Linked DNA regions of Mus musculus: regions 2 and 3 are each linked to region 1. Evidence: chromatin contacts called from public Hi-C and promoter capture Hi-C data. All regions are on one chromosome and are shown on one strand. The core of a region is the stretch at or near the end of the contact, and the rest is flanking DNA. Distances in the headings are between cores, read along the strand shown.

What was found. Promoter capture Hi-C pulls out the DNA fragments that hold promoters and counts their contacts. A called contact is a pair of places that touch in the nucleus more often than the background predicts.
Region 2: a contact with region 1 is called in a promoter capture Hi-C map of pre-B cells. The contact joins the promoter of Dync1h1 here to the promoter of Papola in region 1. A contact is called at or near these places in 1 of 39 promoter capture datasets (pre-B cells) and 1 of 484 Hi-C or Micro-C datasets (CD4 T cells).
Region 3: a contact with region 1 is called in a Hi-C map of B cells, with 6 read pairs. The contact joins the promoter of Slc25a29 here to the promoter of Papola in region 1. A contact is called at or near these places in 2 of 484 Hi-C or Micro-C datasets (B cells and CD4 T cells).

What each region holds. Positions count from the first base shown.
Region 1 is chr12:105,783,444-105,786,066 of GRCm38.p6, forward strand. Papola (poly (A) polymerase alpha) reads left to right here and starts at 1,254. Exons shown (of 22, transcript NM_011112.4): 1 at 1,254-1,471. The coding sequence starts at 1,464.
Region 2 is chr12:110,600,086-110,602,708 of GRCm38.p6, forward strand. Dync1h1 (dynein cytoplasmic 1 heavy chain 1) reads left to right here and starts at 1,310. Exons shown (of 77, transcript NM_030238.2): 1 at 1,310-1,769. The coding sequence starts at 1,520. Gm35558 (a long non-coding RNA gene) reads right to left here. Exons shown (of 2, transcript XR_381950.4): 1 at 668-2,623; 2 at 1-279.
Region 3 is chr12:108,834,582-108,837,204 of GRCm38.p6, forward strand. Slc25a29 (solute carrier family 25 (mitochondrial carrier, palmitoylcarnitine transporter), member 29) reads right to left here and starts at 1,295. Exons shown (of 4, transcript NM_181328.3): 1 at 1,071-1,295. The coding sequence starts at 1,104. Mir345 (microRNA 345) reads left to right here and starts at 2,392; the gene lies at 2,392-2,487.

The DNA.
Region 1 (2,623 bases), core at 4-2,503:
GGATGGGGAGGGAGCTTTAGGAGTGAAAGGAAGCCCTAAGTGCAGGGGACCTCCAAAAGCTTCTTTCTTTTTTTTTTTTTTTTTTTTTTTGGTTTTTCGAGACAGGGTTTCTCTGTGTAGCCCTGGCTGTCCTGGCACTCACTTTGTAGACCAGGCTGGCCTCGAACTCAGAAATCCGCCTGCCTCTGCCTCCCGAGTGCTGGGATTAAAGGCGTGCGCCACCACGCCCGGCCAAAAGCTTCTTTCAAGAAGCTATGAGAAGGAAAAGGAATAGTTGGGCCTTTCTAATGATTACTCAGAACAGAATGGTGAGTGTACCCAGCCAAACCCCGTAAGAAGTGTGCCAGGGGCTGGAAATTTTAGGAAGGAAAAATACATTATCTTAAGATGAACCCAGCATACTAGGAATGGCTCCTTTTTCTGAGTATGGTCCAGTAACCCGAACTTCACCTGCCCAACTGCATTAACTCTTCAGCACAGAGACAAGGTCATAGTCACACCCAGAAGTATATTCCAATCTATCACATAAAATTGGTAGTGGTGTTTCACACCTGTAATGTCAACACTCAGGAGGTGGAGGCAGGAGGATCAGAAACTAAGGGCTAGTAGCTTCATGGGAGCCTGTCTTATAAAACAAACAAGAACAACAACAACAACAACAACAAAAAACCCGCCAAAACCCCAAAGGTTACTGTCAATTTTATTAAATTATTGCCTTGGTCCGGAATCCCCTGCCCTGCACATTTGGCATGAGAAGCACAGGTCTGGGCAACACAGATGCAGAGGGTCATCGTCAGGGGAGGGGATCCACGGCCACACTTCTGGGACAGGCTCTGTACTGGGCTCTAACACATTTAAGTCCTCACTCACATCGATGTTTAAAAAGCAGTTCTCCCACGCAGCGGAGGTGCAACTGGCACCGAACAGCTCTCGGTTCCAGGCATCCCCCGCGCTTGGGCTGCCCCGCACGTGGCGCCCGCTTGGGCCGCGCCCCCTTCTCATCGCTGCCACGGCTGCGTCACTCTCATTCGCCAGGACGGCGTCGCCAAGCGAATGAACTACAGCCTCTCGCTCGGAGCCTCCCGCACCCATCCCACGCTCTACCACGAAAGCGTGAGATCACCGGGGGGGGGGGGGGGGGGGGGGAGGGGGAGAAGCGCCGCTTCACGCCGAGAACTACATTTCCCGTCAGGTCTTGCGGCGTCGCGCAGCGCGCGCGCAGGCGCGCGCTCGGTGTGCGTGGCGGCGTCAGCGGTTCTAGAACGTTGCTGTGGTAGCGCTCGGGCGCCATGTTAGGACGAAGGGGAAGGAGGAGAAGCGCTTAAAGCGGCGGGGCACGGGTGCAGGACTGGGTTGGCCCCGGGGCTGAGGTAGGCTGCCGTCCTTCCCGCCTCGGTGGATCATGCCCAGGACGGCAGCGGTCGCGGGGGGGAAGTGACTGGGCGGTGCCGGCGCCGGAGACGATGCCGTTGTAAGTGATTGGCGTGCTGAGTGAGGCGCACGCCGGCCGGGCCCCGGGGGTGGCGGAGGGGGAGGGGAGGCGCACGGGCGCCCCGGGCCGCGGCTTCCGGCCCCTCGGGCGCGGGGCCCCCGCAGGATCCCCAAGCGGAACGGCGCCCGGCGCGGACTGGCGGGCCGCGGCTCCCGGGTTCCTTCCTGTCCCGGTTTCACCATGGCGCCGTCCAGCCCCCTAGTTCCCCACTTCCGCTTCCCTCGGAGCGGGTGAGGAACCGGGGCCGGGAGGGAGCAGGCCGCGCTGGCGGCCCGGGGGCAGCTTCCGGAACGGCGGGCTGCGGGGCGGCGCCGTCCCTGCTTTGTTGTGACTAGGCAACCTGGCTTCGGCGCGCTACCTGATCGCTCCCGCCCTTGGGTCACTTGTGTTGTGATTGCGAGTGTACGCTTTGAGCTAATTCACTTAGGCCTTCTAATGTCGCTAGGTCTACTTTACACACTTGACCGTGATTTTTCTTTACTTAATTTCCCCCCTCCCCCCTTTTCTCCTAAGAAAGATATTTGGAAACCGGTTGTTGGGATTCGAAAGTAGATGAGGGTTTTATGTTCCAACTAACCTATCTTGGCGAAAAGGCTTTAGGTCGTGCGACTGCTTTTCTTCCAAACAAGAGAGGCAGTTTTGGACGTAGCCTCAATGTGACAGATCTAGGGTTGTACTTACTAATTTAAAAATGGATTTCATGCGCTTTTCTTTCTCACACACTAGCTTGCTAGCTTTACTCGACCCTGATGTTTAGTCCAGAGACCTGTCAGCTGTATTTCTGTAGTGATAACATTTGTTGGGCTTAATTAACCACAAAGTTCCCTTTGACTCCTTATTCATGGAACAAGGGTAAAGGAGCACGAGAATAGAATCTATAAAGATGTTTGGTGTTTTTCAGTGGGGTTCAAGTAGATGTGAGTGAGTGAGGTGTTGTCACATGATGACCTTGTATTAGCTCATCCAGACTTTTTTCTGATACATCAGTGCTTAAAAAAAGATATGGTTGCACACTCTAAAGGGAAGGCTTCGGATTAGAAATGTTATCTTGTGTCTGGGAGTGAAGGTAGGAGGGAGAGTACAGGTTTCCTGCAGTTTTTATTTCAGTGCACTTCTGAAAGTGGAACGGTA
Region 2 (2,623 bases), core at 60-2,559, 4.8 Mb after region 1:
GATAGGCAGAGGGAAACACTAACACAGCACCTAGTGTCAGGTGGACATTCAGTATTGATCACTGCCAGTACGCCAGCAATTCCACAGTAGCAATTCACCACAGTAGCTTTGGGTCTGTCCTCTCACCTCTGCAAGATTATTTATGACACATTACACCAGGGTGGGCTGATGGAGGGAGAATGGGGATATTTATCTGTTTTCTCTCTCTCTGTCTCTCTGTCTCTCTCTCTGTCTGGCTTCTAGAAGAATCTTCGGGCCTCCATCAGCAGCCTCTGGGACCTGGCACAGGACAATTGTGCAAGGAATAAGCATATTGTAGGGCTTCCCGTATTCCAAAGATGATTTGGGAGAATCAAGTCATACCACCATCATCCCACCAATCAGGACTCAGCTTTCTAACTCGGCATTATTATATTTTTAAAGATCATTTTGGCTTAGTTCCCTCTACCCAATTGAACAGGCAAGTTATGACCTGAACTTTCAAAGGCCAGTTACTAACCCTAAGAAAGTAAGCAAAGAGATTCTGCCCTTCTTGTCCTCCGTGTATGGGAGGAGGGGTGATGGGTCAGATGCAGGGAAACTTAGGAGCAATCTGAGCCCCTGCCTCCTGCCGATCCAGATTCCCGAACCCACAGAGCGGTGGGTGCTGCAGGTATGGGGAGCTTACCGTTGTCAGTGGATTCACTCATGCGTCCTTCTCTTACATCACCCTCGCTTGGTAAATGACACTGTGTTCAGAAGCCAGGTCCCATCGTAGCTTGATGTTCCTACTATCCAGGTTTCTTTTAGCCTACCGTTAGACTGCACTGCAGTTGCTGCTCCACCCATACCTAACCTTCCCTTCCTCAGACGCCAGTTCCTCAGCTAAAATCATCTCCCTTCCACTCTCTCCCTATCCAGTTTAGCGAAGTCATTGTGGGCATGCCCCTCATCTCCTCTGAAAAAACGTCCTCATCTTCCCAATGTGTATCTAATAACGACTGGGCAGTTGGGACTCCAGACTCCATTCATTCAACGGGAGAACTCAGGTTATTAATAGCAATGTCGGGCAGAGGATGAACTCTCACTAAATGTCAATTCTCGTCAATGCATCCTTAAAACACTATTTATGAAGCCTGAGGGGCTGGCTCTGTGATATTCTCTGCCACCTGGCAATGAAGACAGACGCGGTTCCTGGACCACTTTTGCGCAGAGTAATGGGTCCCGCCCTGCCCTCCGACTACAAGTCCCAAAAGGCCACGCGGCGCCGCACATAGCCCCGCCTCCAGTCGCATGCGTAACGTCGCGACGCCGACCGCGAGCGGGCGCCGGTGGCTGCAGCCAGCGGGCGGGGCGGGGCCGGCGGGAGCGGCGGCCTTTAGGGCGGAGCCGGCTCCGCTGTCCGCAGTCGGCCGCGGGTTAGCGGGCAGAGCGTCTCCTGTCGCCGGTTCCCCTCGCTCACTGCTCTCTCGTGCCGGAGGCCGCTCCTCTCGGCTCTCGCTCTCTCTCTTTCTATCTCTCTCCCTTCCGTGGATCCGCCATGTCGGAGCCGGGCGGCGGCGAGGACGGCTCGGCCGGCCTGGAGGTGTCGGCGGTGCAGAATGTGGCGGACGTGGCGGTGCTGCAGAAGCACCTGCGTAAGCTGGTGCCGCTGCTGCTGGAGGACGGCGGCGACGCGCCGGCTGCGCTGGAGGCGGCGCTGGAGGAGAAGAGCGCCCTGGAGCAGATGCGCAAGTTCCTGTCAGACCCGCAGGTCCACACGGTCCTGGTGGAGCGCTCCACCCTCAAAGGTGCGCGGCGCCCCCTCCCCGGTCGCGTGGAGCAGCTAGGGTGCCCGGACCGCCAGCGCCCGCACAGTGGGGTCGCTTTGTCTCCGCGGCTTCTCAAGATGGCCGAGTTGGGTGGAGACAGCGTCTCCCGGTCCCGGCTGGGCACAGGGCCGCATCCCTGCCTCCAGAGTCACATGAGCTTTTTTGGTTTCGATTCGTATCCAAGCTTAGCTCGCTTTGGGAAGAGTGTGTCTAGGACAGCCTAGGTGCTGGCCCTTGGGTGGGCTCGGGGACCGGTGGGTTGGCGGGAGCCGGAGTGGGCAGGCCCTGGTCACCCAGCATCTCTGCTGTCTGCGGCTGCCTACGCGTAGGCCTCCATTGGCCTCGCAGCATCATTGTTGAGTGGGTGTATCTCCCAGTTTTACAAACCAGGAAACTGAGTCCCGTGGCTGGTCCAAGGTCACCAGCTAAAATACAGGACCTTGAGATTAGACTCAGCATATCAGTTTCCAGTCCAAATTGCTTGTTTTGCTGATCATGGCTTGAAATTGTTGCTTAGATGACCCTAATGACAGCTCTGTGACATTTAAGTCTGATTTCAAAGACTTAAGAACTGTTGCTTACCTAGTTGGGGAAGGAGGCAAAGAAGCTGACATGTTCCCGTTGTGTCCTCCAGCAGAGACTCTCACAACATCCCTAGATTGATCTGGAATAGGGGGCTTGCTTGCAGGACTCCTTCCTTCTTGAGGCTTTAAAACCACTTTGTAGCATCTGGGGAACTTGTATGACATGCTGGCGAATGGGTGTGGCATTTCCCTAGGAACCCAGATGTGCTGTTTAAAAGTAAAATAGCCCTTAGGGATTGAAGATGGACT
Region 3 (2,623 bases), core at 45-2,544, 3.1 Mb after region 1:
ACTTGAGCAAGTGCCCATGGGCTTGTGGGACAGTGGGGGTGCTCAAAGTCTCTATGCAAGCCTGGCCTCAGGGTGAATATATGCTCCCCAGATCAACTGTATATCCCAGGCTACAAATGGAGGTAACTCTGGCCCTGGGGAAACTGCAGTACAAGGGGGTCTTGGCCACGGCAGGAGTCCTGGCCATTGAAGATGCCCTCACCTGCCCTGTTACAGCTGGGGCTAGCATGGGGCTCTTTCTGGGTCTCTAATTCTCCACCTGCTTGTGGAAATCTCTGTGGCCTTCCCACAGCTTACAGAAGAAAGACTTGGTGACAGTCTGGTGGTTCTCAAGCACCTAGAGGGTACGTCACTGCTCAGGGAAGGCATTCTGCCAGACAGCAATGTTCTCCATCCAGGAAGAAGCAAGCACGGATTAAGCACCTAAGGCCAACTCCAGCCTATCACTGTTCCAGGAGAGACCTTTCCGGGTAGGGCTATGAAGGATGAAGACAGCAGGACAGGTGGATGAGGAGCCAGGTCTGGGCCTCAGAGCTGAACATATAACCAGCCAGACCACTACCACCTCAGTCGATTCACCTGGAATCCCAGCGGCTAAACCAGGCTCTATTTAATACTTAGTAAATAAACTAATCCTCTAGGCAAAAGGAAAGGCACTAAACGTTCAACAGGTCCGCACGGTAGTGTCATGGGCAGACCTAGCCTGCTCTCAGCTTCGAGCGCTCTTCAGTCAGGTTGACATGACCATTTATTTGACCACCCGGTGGACCGCCTCCTCCTCTCCTGAGCCCTCCAGCAGCTTAAAGCAATGCATGGGAAGTGCTGGGCGCCTGGGGTCGGGCCAGCCTTCTAGGAGGTCGCGCGGTGTCACCAGCCTCGCTCAGACAGCTGCGGGAAGGGATCAGTAGGCTGCGCGCCCGCATCCTTCTGTTCTGTCCCTGCCTCCGGCCAAGCCGCGGTGCTGCCAGGATCCCCAGACCTTGCACTCAGTGCGCACGGAAGGGTCAAGAAGACACCTGTCGCCGCGTACCAGCCAGAACGCCCGCCTGGCATGCCGGTCATCTCCTTACCTCCGGCGCATCCAGCCAGGAAGTCGAGCGCCATGGCCCGGCCCGGCGAGCCGGCTGTGTCTTACTACTCCTCGGGCCCGGCCCGCGGTTGGCCGTCGCGACTCCTGCTATCTGGCCTCCGGGCGCGCAGCCGGGTCGGGGAGGCGACTGGATGGCGACTCCTAGAAAAGCACTCCCCTGGCGTCCAGCTTGCCGGGCCTCACCTCGCACCGCTCGCACCGCCCCGTCGGCCTCAGCCCCCGCGGGGGCAGAGCGCAACCAATCGGTAAGCGAGGCACGGACACACCCCGTGCTCCGGGTGCCGCCGCCAAGTCTCATTGGCTGGGCGCGCCTGGAAGGTGTGGCCTCGGGCGCGGCGGGCGGGGGTGCCTCCCGGCTCAGTAGACAAAGACTGTGCTTCTCGGGCCCGCCCGCACGGCGCAAGGAAGGGGCAGTGCGGTGGGCACACTGCACACTGGAGCCCAGAACCTCCCAACCGCACGGTCCGAAGGGCGGCGCTCGATCTGCTTCAATCCTCGGACCCCTCACGGTATTTGGATGCGACTCTCCTGCTCAACCTCATCGTCCTTGCCTGTGTCAAGAGGACACAGTGGCGAGTGCACACGTGGAACGCCGCGACTCTCCCAAGGCCTACTTTGGTCTTGGACTCAGCTTGCTGGGAAAGTTCGAGAACGACCGCCCACTTGGAGGGGCCTCTGAGGCCCCGGATCTTCTTAAGCGAACGCGCAGGAGTACTGAGGACCCAGTGCACCCAGGCAGAGACAGGGACTTGAGTTTGAAGGACGTAGAAACGTTTTCAAACAGAAGGGGCCTGTGGATGGGGCCTGAGGATGGAAGGGTGCCGCCAAGCCCGACGTGTTCCTGGGAGCCGCCAGCAGGCCAGATCAGGGGCGCGGGCATCTGACTGCAGCTCTGGGCCTTGGGACAGGGTGAGCTAGGTGCAGGACAAGGAGCAAGCAGATATTCCAGGCTTGGAGAGCATTAAAGTTGAGGTGGGCTAAGAACCCGACGCGCCGCCCCCCACCCCCCCAGTTGCTGGTAATATCTACAACAGCAAGGAGTCTGGAAGCAAGTCCAAGTGATGGATACAGCCATCACTTACCGGGCCTCTGCTGGTCGTGACTTTCTTTTAAGCTGAGAGTGGAGTAACAGACTCCTGTGGTTACTCGAACTCTGCTCTTGCCTCTCCCCTCCCTAAACTGGGCGCGGAGTTGTGGGATGGCAGATCTGATGGAGGGGCAGCTCTGAGACCAGGGACCCCAGTGTTGTTTGAGAGGTGGTGTTTATCCTTGGAATTGAATGGACCCTTCGTGAAGCCGACACCCAAGTCCAGGCCTGCTGACCCCTAGTCCAGTGCTTGTGGTGGCTACTGGGCCCTGAACTAGGGGTCTGGAGACCTGGGTTTGATCTCCACAGGCTTTGAGTCATCTGGATGCCTTCTAAAGGCAGGTGGTAAGAGGAAGAAGGAAGTACACACTGGAACTGGGGTGATTGTAGGATCCCTCCTGAGGCCTTTGCCATTAACCCCAGCAATCCTCCTGCAGGGACACAGC